Linked DNA regions of Mus musculus: region 2 is linked to region 1. Evidence: chromatin contacts called from public Micro-C data. All regions are on one chromosome and are shown on one strand. The core of a region is the stretch at or near the end of the contact, and the rest is flanking DNA. Distances in the headings are between cores, read along the strand shown. Region 1 holds the start of Gfpt2 (glutamine fructose-6-phosphate transaminase 2). Region 2 holds the start of Rnf130 (ring finger protein 130).

Evidence for each region. A called contact is a pair of places that touch in the nucleus more often than the background predicts.
Region 2: a Micro-C map of embryonic stem cells shows a contact between it and region 1, with 2.1 times the contacts expected there. The contact joins the promoter of Rnf130 here to the promoter of Gfpt2 in region 1. A contact is called at or near these places in 2 of 39 promoter capture datasets (hippocampal neurons and neural stem cells) and 1 of 484 Hi-C or Micro-C datasets (embryonic stem cells).

The regions. Positions count from the first base shown.
Region 1 is chr11:49,792,277-49,796,931 of GRCm38.p6, forward strand. Gfpt2 (glutamine fructose-6-phosphate transaminase 2) reads left to right here and starts at 1,879. Exons shown (of 19, transcript NM_013529.3): 1 at 1,879-1,967. The coding sequence starts at 1,961. It overlaps Gm36507 (a long non-coding RNA gene), which reads right to left. Exons shown (of 4, transcript XR_003949545.1): 4 at 1,962-3,106.
Region 2 is chr11:50,023,264-50,027,918 of GRCm38.p6, forward strand. It overlaps Rnf130 (ring finger protein 130), which reads left to right and starts at 2,068. Exons shown (of 9, transcript NM_021540.4): 1 at 2,068-2,384. The coding sequence starts at 2,138.

The DNA.
Region 1 (4,655 bases), core at 629-3,128:
ATCACTAACTCCCCAAACTATCCCCCATACAGCTGTACCAAGAGAATCTGTTCTTTTCTGTTTCCTCTATGTCTCCAAATGCAGGAGGTTGTTGAGCATGGTCACATAAAATCCCTGACCAATCCTAGAGCCAGGTGAGTCCAGTGGCTATGACTCTTCCAAAGGCTCCCAGGCCTACTGGTCCCAAAAGCAAAGGATGCCTCCAGGGGTCATAGCAGTCACCCCTGCCACTTTTCATATGGAGACACAAAATTACAATAAAAGTGGAGGACAGATATGCACTATGCAAGGACACGGGGATCCTGGTATTTTGGTGCCAGTAGAAGGCCTGTTTCTTGTCCCCTTCTGTGGAGTTCTGCCCAGCCCAGGGCCTTCTCTACAGAGATGTCAGATGTCCAATTTCCTATGTGACCACCAGCTTAGTGTCTGCCCCACCCATTGTTTTGTAAGAGCCAGGAGGCTGGATCTGTCTTCATTCATTAAGTTCCTATCACCAGGAGAGATGTGAAGTGCAGATTTGGGAATGAATGATGAATGGGTAAATGAATGAATGAGTGTCACCTTGCGTCGCTGAGGTGAAGGAGCAGTGCTGCTCCTGAGTCAGCTTTAGGCATCAGATGATTCAGCCCAACCTTCTCAGTCAGTACCATCGAATTTCAAACTCCTCAGTGGGCACAACACCTCCATTCCCAGGGAGCTGCAAAGCTACGGAAAAAAAAAAAAACAAAACAAAAAAAAAACGCCAAACACAAGACTTACGCTAGTTTTTCTCTTTAAAAACTATAATTGGGGAATACCATTGATTTAGATTTCAACAATTTATTTATTTATTTAAGTTAAACCATGCACACACAGATGGCTTCAAAGTGAGCAAATATTGGGCCAGGTCTTTTCTCAGGAGATGAGGGGGCTGGAGAACAGAGAGGAGAGGAGGAGACAGCCGGGAACTAGGGCGGGGGAAAGCCAGCCTCGTGACTCATCCGTCGCAGGGTCGAACCAAGGCTCCAGGTCACTGTGGGGCGGTGGAGCCCCTGGCTTGGATGCAGGCTCACGGCTTGCCAGACGGGTCTGCCAGCGCATCTCCATTATGGGGCGGTTTCCGGGGCGGCCCAGCTTTCCTTTAGACCTGGGGGATGCCTACCCCCTGCACCTCTCAGGTCCGGGCTCTGGCACATCTTGGTCAATATCTTATATCTTAATAAGGAGCTTCAATTTTCTCCCTTTTTCAGCCAAGCCCAGTTTGCTCCTGGCAGGCTTGGAAGAAGTTCACAAGCCTAGTGTGTGCTACTTTTTCTTGCTCTGAAAGAAGTTTGGAATAGTGAGTGGGGCATGTTGCAAGAATAGGAGTCCACTCTGTGTGTGTGTGTGTGTGTGTGTGTGTGTGTGTGTGTGTGTGTGAGAGAGAGAGAGAGAGAGAGACAGAGAGAGAGACAGAGAGACAGAGAGAGAGACAGAGAGACAGAGAGAGAAAGGCAGAGAGGGAGACAGAGACAGAGAGAGACAGATTGGTTGTACTCTGTGTCTACACAGTCTGTCTGGCCTTAACCTCAGGAGGATCTGAGAGGTACATTTTATTATTATCACATTTTACAAATGAAGAAACTGAGGCACGGAGCGATCTGTCCCCCTTGCTAAAGTTTCACGTCTAATATGACTGACTCAAAATTCCAACTCAAGGTGTTTACCACCGATTGGGCTTCCTCCCTCCCCTTACAGTAGAGACTGGAGCTTGGGAGCCGCCCCTCACCCCTTACCCTGAGTCTTGGGGGCCCCCCGCTGTTGTCACGACAACCAGAAACCAATAAGGAGCAAGCAGGCGGCAGGAGGCTCCGCCCCAGCCCCACCCCTCTCGGAGGGCTACTGGCTGGCTATAAGGGCAGGAGACCGAGCGGCGGGAGCCTGAGCCAGGGAGCGCGAGGCGCAGCGAGTCGTCTGAGCGTCTGGAGCGATCGGAGCCACCATGTGCGGTGAGTGCACAGCGGCCTTCTCCCTCAGAGCCTAGGCCAGAGAGCCAGGCACAGGGGACCTGCTAGGGGCGGCGATTGTGGGGCTTTCATTAGCCAGGCCTTCCTTCCCCGCGCGCGGACCCAGAGTGACGTCTCGGGGACATGGGGGCGTGGGGAGGAGGACGACTAAACTCCGTGTAAGAGGAACCAAGCCAGGACCTCACAGAGCAGGGGCAACGAGGCAGGTCCCAGAAAAGGAGCCCCGCAACACAGAGGTGTCTCCACCAGGAGGGTGCTTCCTTCACTTGGCCCACAAAGGCCGCCACGAGCAACCTCATCATTCCGGGCTCGGAGTGGTGGTCCAGAGTCCCAGTTTGCCGCGCCCACCGAGGACAGGAGACCTCACCTGTGCGGTGTCAGCAGCCCGCCCCGGGGCGTCCCAAACAGCTCCTGGTGCGCTCAGAAAGGTTTGCCCATCTTGCTTGCGACTCAAAAAGAATCTCCTGTCCCTAGAAGGGTGGGAACTGTGGAAAAGCTTTGCTGGAACGAGCTCTTGGCGACAGGATAGATAGTGACTTCCCCGGAGCCTTGGCCCAAAGCTAGGAGCGGGAGCCCTGGACCGGATAGCTGCGCAGCCCGGAGCGACGCCGAGGTGTCCAGCCGGGTTTTGAGAGCAGAAGGGAGGCGGCCGCCCTGGGCGCACATCTGCAATTCCTTACCCTCCTGGCTGGCTGGGCCGCCTCCGCTGGCTGGCTGGCCGGGGAAAGCCGGGAACTTCTGGGACAAAAGGTCACTGTGCGCTTTTTTTTTTCCTGCCTTGAGTAGGATTCAGTTACCCACTCCAGCCCCCTGCGGCTGGAGAACCTGGTGGAACTTTTGAAGCCATGAAAGGCGCCTCTCTGACTTTGCTGAAGGCTTGTGGGGTGGGGTGTGCCAGTGGGTGAGTCCAAAGCCAAGGTCTGTACAGGCCTTGTTTCATGAGCCAGGAGACCAGGAGAAAGGAACCACAGAGCAAGGATTAGGCAGGAACCATGGGGACGCAGCCTCATCCAGAGAGAGCCGGGGTCAGTTTAAAATCCTGGATCCTCAGACAGAATCTTAGGACTCCTGGGCATCCTTTGGCAACGTGTGTGAAAGGTTGCTTCAGGCGTTTCTGGACACTGAAATGAAACAAATGTATAAGTTTTGTCAGATTCAACCCGCCCCCCGCCCGCCCCCCCCCCCCGTTTGAGTTCTTGTAGATCTTTAGCCACCGGTGGCTTTAGAACCAGACTTTAGCAAGAGACCTGAAACTACTTGAGCTCCAGGGCTTTCCTTGCTGAGCCTCTCAGATGGCCCTGCATCTCCACCATCAACCACCTCAGCTTCCCACCCTGTTTCCTCCTGGCGTCTGCCTTTCTTCTGTGTCTTTCCAAGCTCTGGAGAACTGTCTCCTCCAACCCTTTGGAAGAGATGGGGTTTGGGTTATAACCAACCCGTCTCCTTTCTAGACTTTGGTATTGATTTGTGACTGAGTATGAGAAGTGCTTTGAGGTCACCAAAGAATGTCTAGGATGCAGTAGAAGTCTTGGCCCAGCTGTGCGCCTATTCAGAACCAGAATCAAAGGAGCCAGATGAGCTAGGCGAGGTTAACTCCTCAAACTTCAGGGTTTTTTTTTTTTTTGAAGCCGTCCTTGCTGATGTCTGACCCAGCCAGCTGCCTGGAATTGAGCATACTGGTCTGGGTGCTCTTGGACTTCGTGTTCTGCACTGGATACTGGCTTTCCTTTTATGGTCGTTTTCACTTGCAATTTAGTGACTTTTACAGAAAAAAAAATGATAATGATCGTGTTTTTGGCACAAGGGTACAACAAATATTGAATCAGTTTCACTCTACATTTGGGGGAAACTGAGCCCCAGGGAGGCCTGTCTGAATAGGAACCTTAAGGTCATTTCAATGTCCTGGGCCATGTCTGCTGCTTTCATTCAAAGCAGCCTCAGGTTTCAGGGATCAAGACCAAAGGCCTTATGGGATGGTAAGCTGATGAGATATGACATCCAATGATGTCTCCATCCACAGAAAGCTGGGGCCCAACAGGAACCAACCCTCAAAGAGAACAGATGTGCTTTAGTGTACCAAGAGTTAAGCTGACCCTTAAATGTTGTCTTAGCTTCCTTTCCTGTTGCTGAGAGAAAACATCCTGGCAGAAGCAACTTAAGAGAGAAAGGACTTGTCCCAAGTTACAGTCCATCATTGTGTGGGAATCCAGGTTGCAGGAATGTGAGGGACCCAGGTAGATTAAGTCCAGGCGAGAGCAGAGAACAGGAGTGAACGCATGCAGCACTTAGCAATCCGCCTTCCCTAGCGACCTGCCTTCTTCCATTCAACCTAGCACACAACCCACAAAATGGCCCCATCTATATTTAAGGTGAGCCTTTCTATCTAAACTAATACAAGTCAAAATATCTACTACAAGCATGCCCACAGGCCAACTTAAATCCACCTTCATTGAGACTCGCTTCCCAGGTGATTCTAGAAAGAGCCACTATTAAGCCAACCCTCGTAGGTACCCACGTGCAGTTTTATTGACATCAGAGTTCCCTGCATTCTGTTGACTTCCTGCCAATAGGAAGGTTACTGTGTTCTTTCTCCCTGCCCCCTTTGTGGTCTTCCTTTCCTTCCTGCTTTTATTCTTCATGAAATCGCAAATGATTGCCTGTGGAGAGGTT
Region 2 (4,655 bases), core at 818-3,317, 230 kb after region 1:
GGCTGGCCTCGAACTCAGAAATCCGCCTGCCTCTGCCTCCATGATTTAATAATTAAAAAGTACAAAATACTAGACAATACAAACGTTGCAAGAACACAAAGAAAAGACACATTAAGTACATTAATGTGGGGGCAGAAAATCAGACTAGGAATTGTGGTAAAAGCAAACTGCTGCTTTTGATAAAATGAGAGCGGGGCTTTGTATGACCAGTTGGGGTCATTTAGAAAATTTAAGAACACAAACGAGGAAGCACAAGAGGAAGAAGAGAAGTTAAGAGGCTATGGAGGAAGAGAAAGAGGAGGAGGGAGAGTGGGAGGGGAGGAGAGGGGAGGAGGAGACAGACTTTGGAAAACTAGACAACTCTCTGAGAGTTTCAGCACTGCCCATGGGGCCATGCTTAGGCTTTGACCCCTGGAGTCCCCCAAGCACTGTTCCATGGGCCTTACACACTTGTCCTTATACACCTAGAGGTAGCAAGCAGATCAAATCCTGACAGACAAAAGCTCTTAATAGAATCTGGGACCTGCAAAGGTGGTAGCTGAGATCTTAGTGGAGCTTGGCAAGAAGGGAATTTGACATGGGACAAACAGGTGATCTAGGCATTCTTATGAACTGAGAAATGGGAAGAGAGACAGGCAAAGAGGTTTAAGAGACAAAGAAAGTGGTAGAGATAGAGAAATGGCCCTGTCAAGGTGGGCATGAGGGTAGCTCACTGACAGGCATCTGAGGGCTCTATTCAGACTTCAGCCCACATCCTCCAGGAAGCCCCCCACACCCAAGTACCCTAAACACTACATTCTCATTTCCCATATACTGTTACACCAGTAGTTCTCAACCTTCCTAATGCTGTGACCCTTTAATACAGTTCTTTATGTTGTAGTGACCCCAACCATAAAATTATTTTCGTTGTTTACTCCTTCCTCTACCCTGGTTTTGTATCAGGTGTGTGTGGACTTCTATCACTTCTCGTCAGGGGCATCAGCACCCCACACACTAAAAACCCTTGCTAATACCATACACATTTTTAGCAAAGGGAAGATTAGACCAACAAATGGGAGGGGAAAGGAGATTCATATTAGAGATAGTCTGATGCAGGCTCCAAACATAGCCTGTGACTCTTTGGCAGGCACCTCCGGGGTCTCATCCTGAGAATAGGTACTGGGGTCCATTTCACCCAGTGAGGAGAGGCCCAATTACTGAAGAAACAGAGCAGAGTCCTTGTTAAATGCCGTGGTACTATGCCATTTTACAAAAAGGAAGTGAAGGCCTGTGGCTCTGGGTATTCTGGGGGCGGGGAGGGGGGAGTGGGGGAAGAGGACCATACCAACCTGATGAAGTTAACATCCGTCTCTAACAGACCTTGCTAACCACTCAGATGCCTTATTGGGTCCAAGTCTACTGGGCCCCAAACGCAAAGGCACTCTCCCGACTGATGTCAATTATTGTACAGCATGCAACCAACCCAGTGGAAATGTTAGCTCTCACAGACATTTAATTTAAAACCTTAACGATTAGCTTAGTTTCTTTTAGTGGTATCTCCAACATCTCTATAGGTTCTTGGAAAGCTTCACAGATCCAGGTCATAGCGGGGTATGAAGCCCGGGGCAGTTCACTGAACCCAGTGCCAGCAAGCAGGTGACTGGACCGCCCCTGGCCCTCGTGCGGGAGGGCGGGAGCAGGCAGCGCCTATTGCGCACGCGCAGCGGACGGGTTTGCGCATCGGGCTTGCGCGTTGCCGCTCTGCTGGAGGGAATGGGGCGGCGGCGGGCACGCGCCTGAGGCGGCGTTGCTGACCCTCCCCGAGCAGTGGGGACCACTCCTTCCCACCACTCCGAGTCCTCTCAGGGGCCCTGTCCGCAGGCCTAGTCCCTGGGCATTCCAGGTGCCCTGACAGCACACGGCCTGACGCGCCGTCCTTCCCCTGAGAGATCCACGGGCGCGCACTCGCGCGCGGGCCGCGGACGTGAGGGCGGCGAACGGCGGAGCCGCGGCGCCGAGGAGGGCCGTGCTCGTGCCCGGCTCGTTTCGAGGCGCGCGCGCGCTCCCGCCGCAGCCCGGGCCGCGCCCGCCCCGCCTCTCAGCACCGGCCCCGGAGCCCGGTCCGCGAGCGGCGGCGGCGGCGGCGGCCGGAGGGACCATGAGCGGCGCGGCGCGAGCGGGCCCGGCCCGGCTCGCGGCGCTGGCCCTGCTGACTTGCAGCCTGTGGCCGACGCGAGCGGACAACGCGAGCCAGGAGTACTACACGGCGCTCATCAACGTGACGGTGCAGGAGCCCGGCCGCGGCACCCCGCTCACGTTCCGCATCGACCGCGGGCGCTACGGGCTCGACTCACCCAAGGCCGAGGTCCGCGGCCAGGTGCTGGCACCGCTGCCCATCCACGGAGGTGAGGCCGGAGCCGAAGCCCGAAGCCGGGCGGGGGTCGCGGGGGCGGCGTGGCCGGGGGTCTGCGCGCCGTTCGGCCGCCGGCCCAGGGGGCTCGAGGTCCTCGCGCTGTGGAGCCTGGCCTGCTCCCCGCTGAGGAAAGAGGCTCCAGAAACCCTGCTGCATTTCACCCTAAAACTAAAAGAGAGCGAGACTTAGAACGTCCTCCTCTTTTTCATTTAGTTAGCTTGTTTACTGGAGGGCACTGGAATGCGAGTTTTCAGGGACAGTTGAGACAAAGGAGGTGGTGCAGGGGCGCAGAACTAGTTCATGGTGGACGAGATGCTTAACCTGTTTTTTGGAATCGGTAGGTTTGTTCCTGAAATCCCACGGATTTAACACTGCAGTGAATCTCTAGGGATCAGAGCCCCCCCCCCCATCTACTCCCCCTCCCCCTCCCTCTCCCCCCAGTAGTGGCTAAGGGGAGAGGGTCCCTGTTGCTTTTGGTTTTCTCTGGCCCCGATAGTTGTGCTGTCATGAAACGCTAGAGATTTTCACATTATAAAGAATGTGAGAGTAGCTGAACTAGTAGCCAAGTCTTTGGTCACGGGTGCCCATCCAGAAGGAAAAAAGGTAAAATGATCAGGAATCGTCTTTGAAGCCATTTGATTTAGCCTTGGCGTTCCCTTTGTGTATGCTGGCTGTGAATTCTTAATGATTTGGTGTAAACTGGTATTTGTTAATTACTGGCCGTGTTTTAAAGGACATTTCTCCGTGGAGTGTGACATTTGGGGACTTTGGCAGGCTGGACTTCGGGGAGATGTCTCCCATCTTCTATATCCTCCCGTTCTCACCTTACAATGTTGAGAGGATTAAAAACCAAAATTGCTATTCGTGTTCAGATGACCTAATCTAGGCAATAGTGTTTGCTTTTATAGTCTAAAATATTAAAATATGCTCTCTGAGCTCGGTATTTGTATAACATATATTAAGCAGTTGTTGTTGAGGCATACTGGCTTGGGGCATAAGGTTTTACTGTTGTCTTTCTTCAACTTAGACTGGGCTCTTAAACGGTCATTTTTACACCAGTGTATTTCTTATTCCACTAGGTTAGAAGCAGTACTTAAGGTCCCTATTTGACCATAGGAACAGTTTTTTTTTCTTTGCTCCATTCAATAAATATTTGCTGCCTGCTCTGTGCCAGTCACTGTGGTTGGGACATGTAATGTTGCCAAACTATGGCAGTAACAATGCTACACTATTTTCTGGTGGGGAAAAGAACCGTGAGGGTCATGTGGAAGGGAAGGAAGAGGAAGAGAGAGGCAAGCTACTCTGCAGAAAGAGCTGTAAAGTGTTATGAAATCTGTGGTTTGCTCTTGGGGCTTGGTTCTCCCCAGGCAACCCAGACCACCATCCTCACTTAAGATGCTGTACTCCAAAGTGTTTTGAGTGCCACTATCTGTTGCTTGTCTTCACCCCCAAATTAAGTCCCCTTTTGGATAGTGCTTGTATGAGTCCAGCAGAAAGGTTTGGGGAGCTAAAAGTCAGTTATCTTAACCTGTCACTGGTTGAAGGCTGCATATTAGACCTCTGCTGCAAATACACACTGTTTGATACTGGTAAAATAATTTGGTCTGGTGGCTTCATTTCTTATTTTTAAAAAATTAACTGATGGAGAACTCACCTCTCCTGTGAAGAAGTGGTGTCATTATTGTGTCCTTAAAAAAATATTACTTATTTTATGTATGGATGTTTTGTTGGATGTATGTATACCATGTAGAGCCCACGGAGACCAGAAGAGGCTGGAATTGGAGTTACACAGCCATCTTGTGGGTGCTGACAACCAAGCCCATGTCCTCTGCAAAAGCAGCAACCACTCTTAACTGCTGAGCCATCTCGCCAGCTCATACCACATGAGAATTGTGTCAGGATTTCTCAGGATGTCAATGGTGGGACCCTGTAGGGGTCAAGTTTTGGACAAATGGCCTTTACCCATGTGGTCTTTCAGTCCAGCAAGTGCTGATTGAAACCCACTTTGCCAAGCACCATTAAAATTGCTGACAGAAAGGAAAGGCAGTAGCCTGGAGTAGAGCTGTTGGAGGAGTCTTTCTGAAGCTCCCATTCGGAGGGGCTCTCTCCCCAGGACATCTGCCTATAAATGTTTCTACACCCGTGGGTTTATAAGAACTCCAAGGTGACATTCTGCTCGTGTGTAAGAAACTCAAGAATGTATTTTAAAAAGAAGACTGTGGTAGAAGTCTGGTAAAATTCTTTGTGTTTAAGAAGCTAGGTG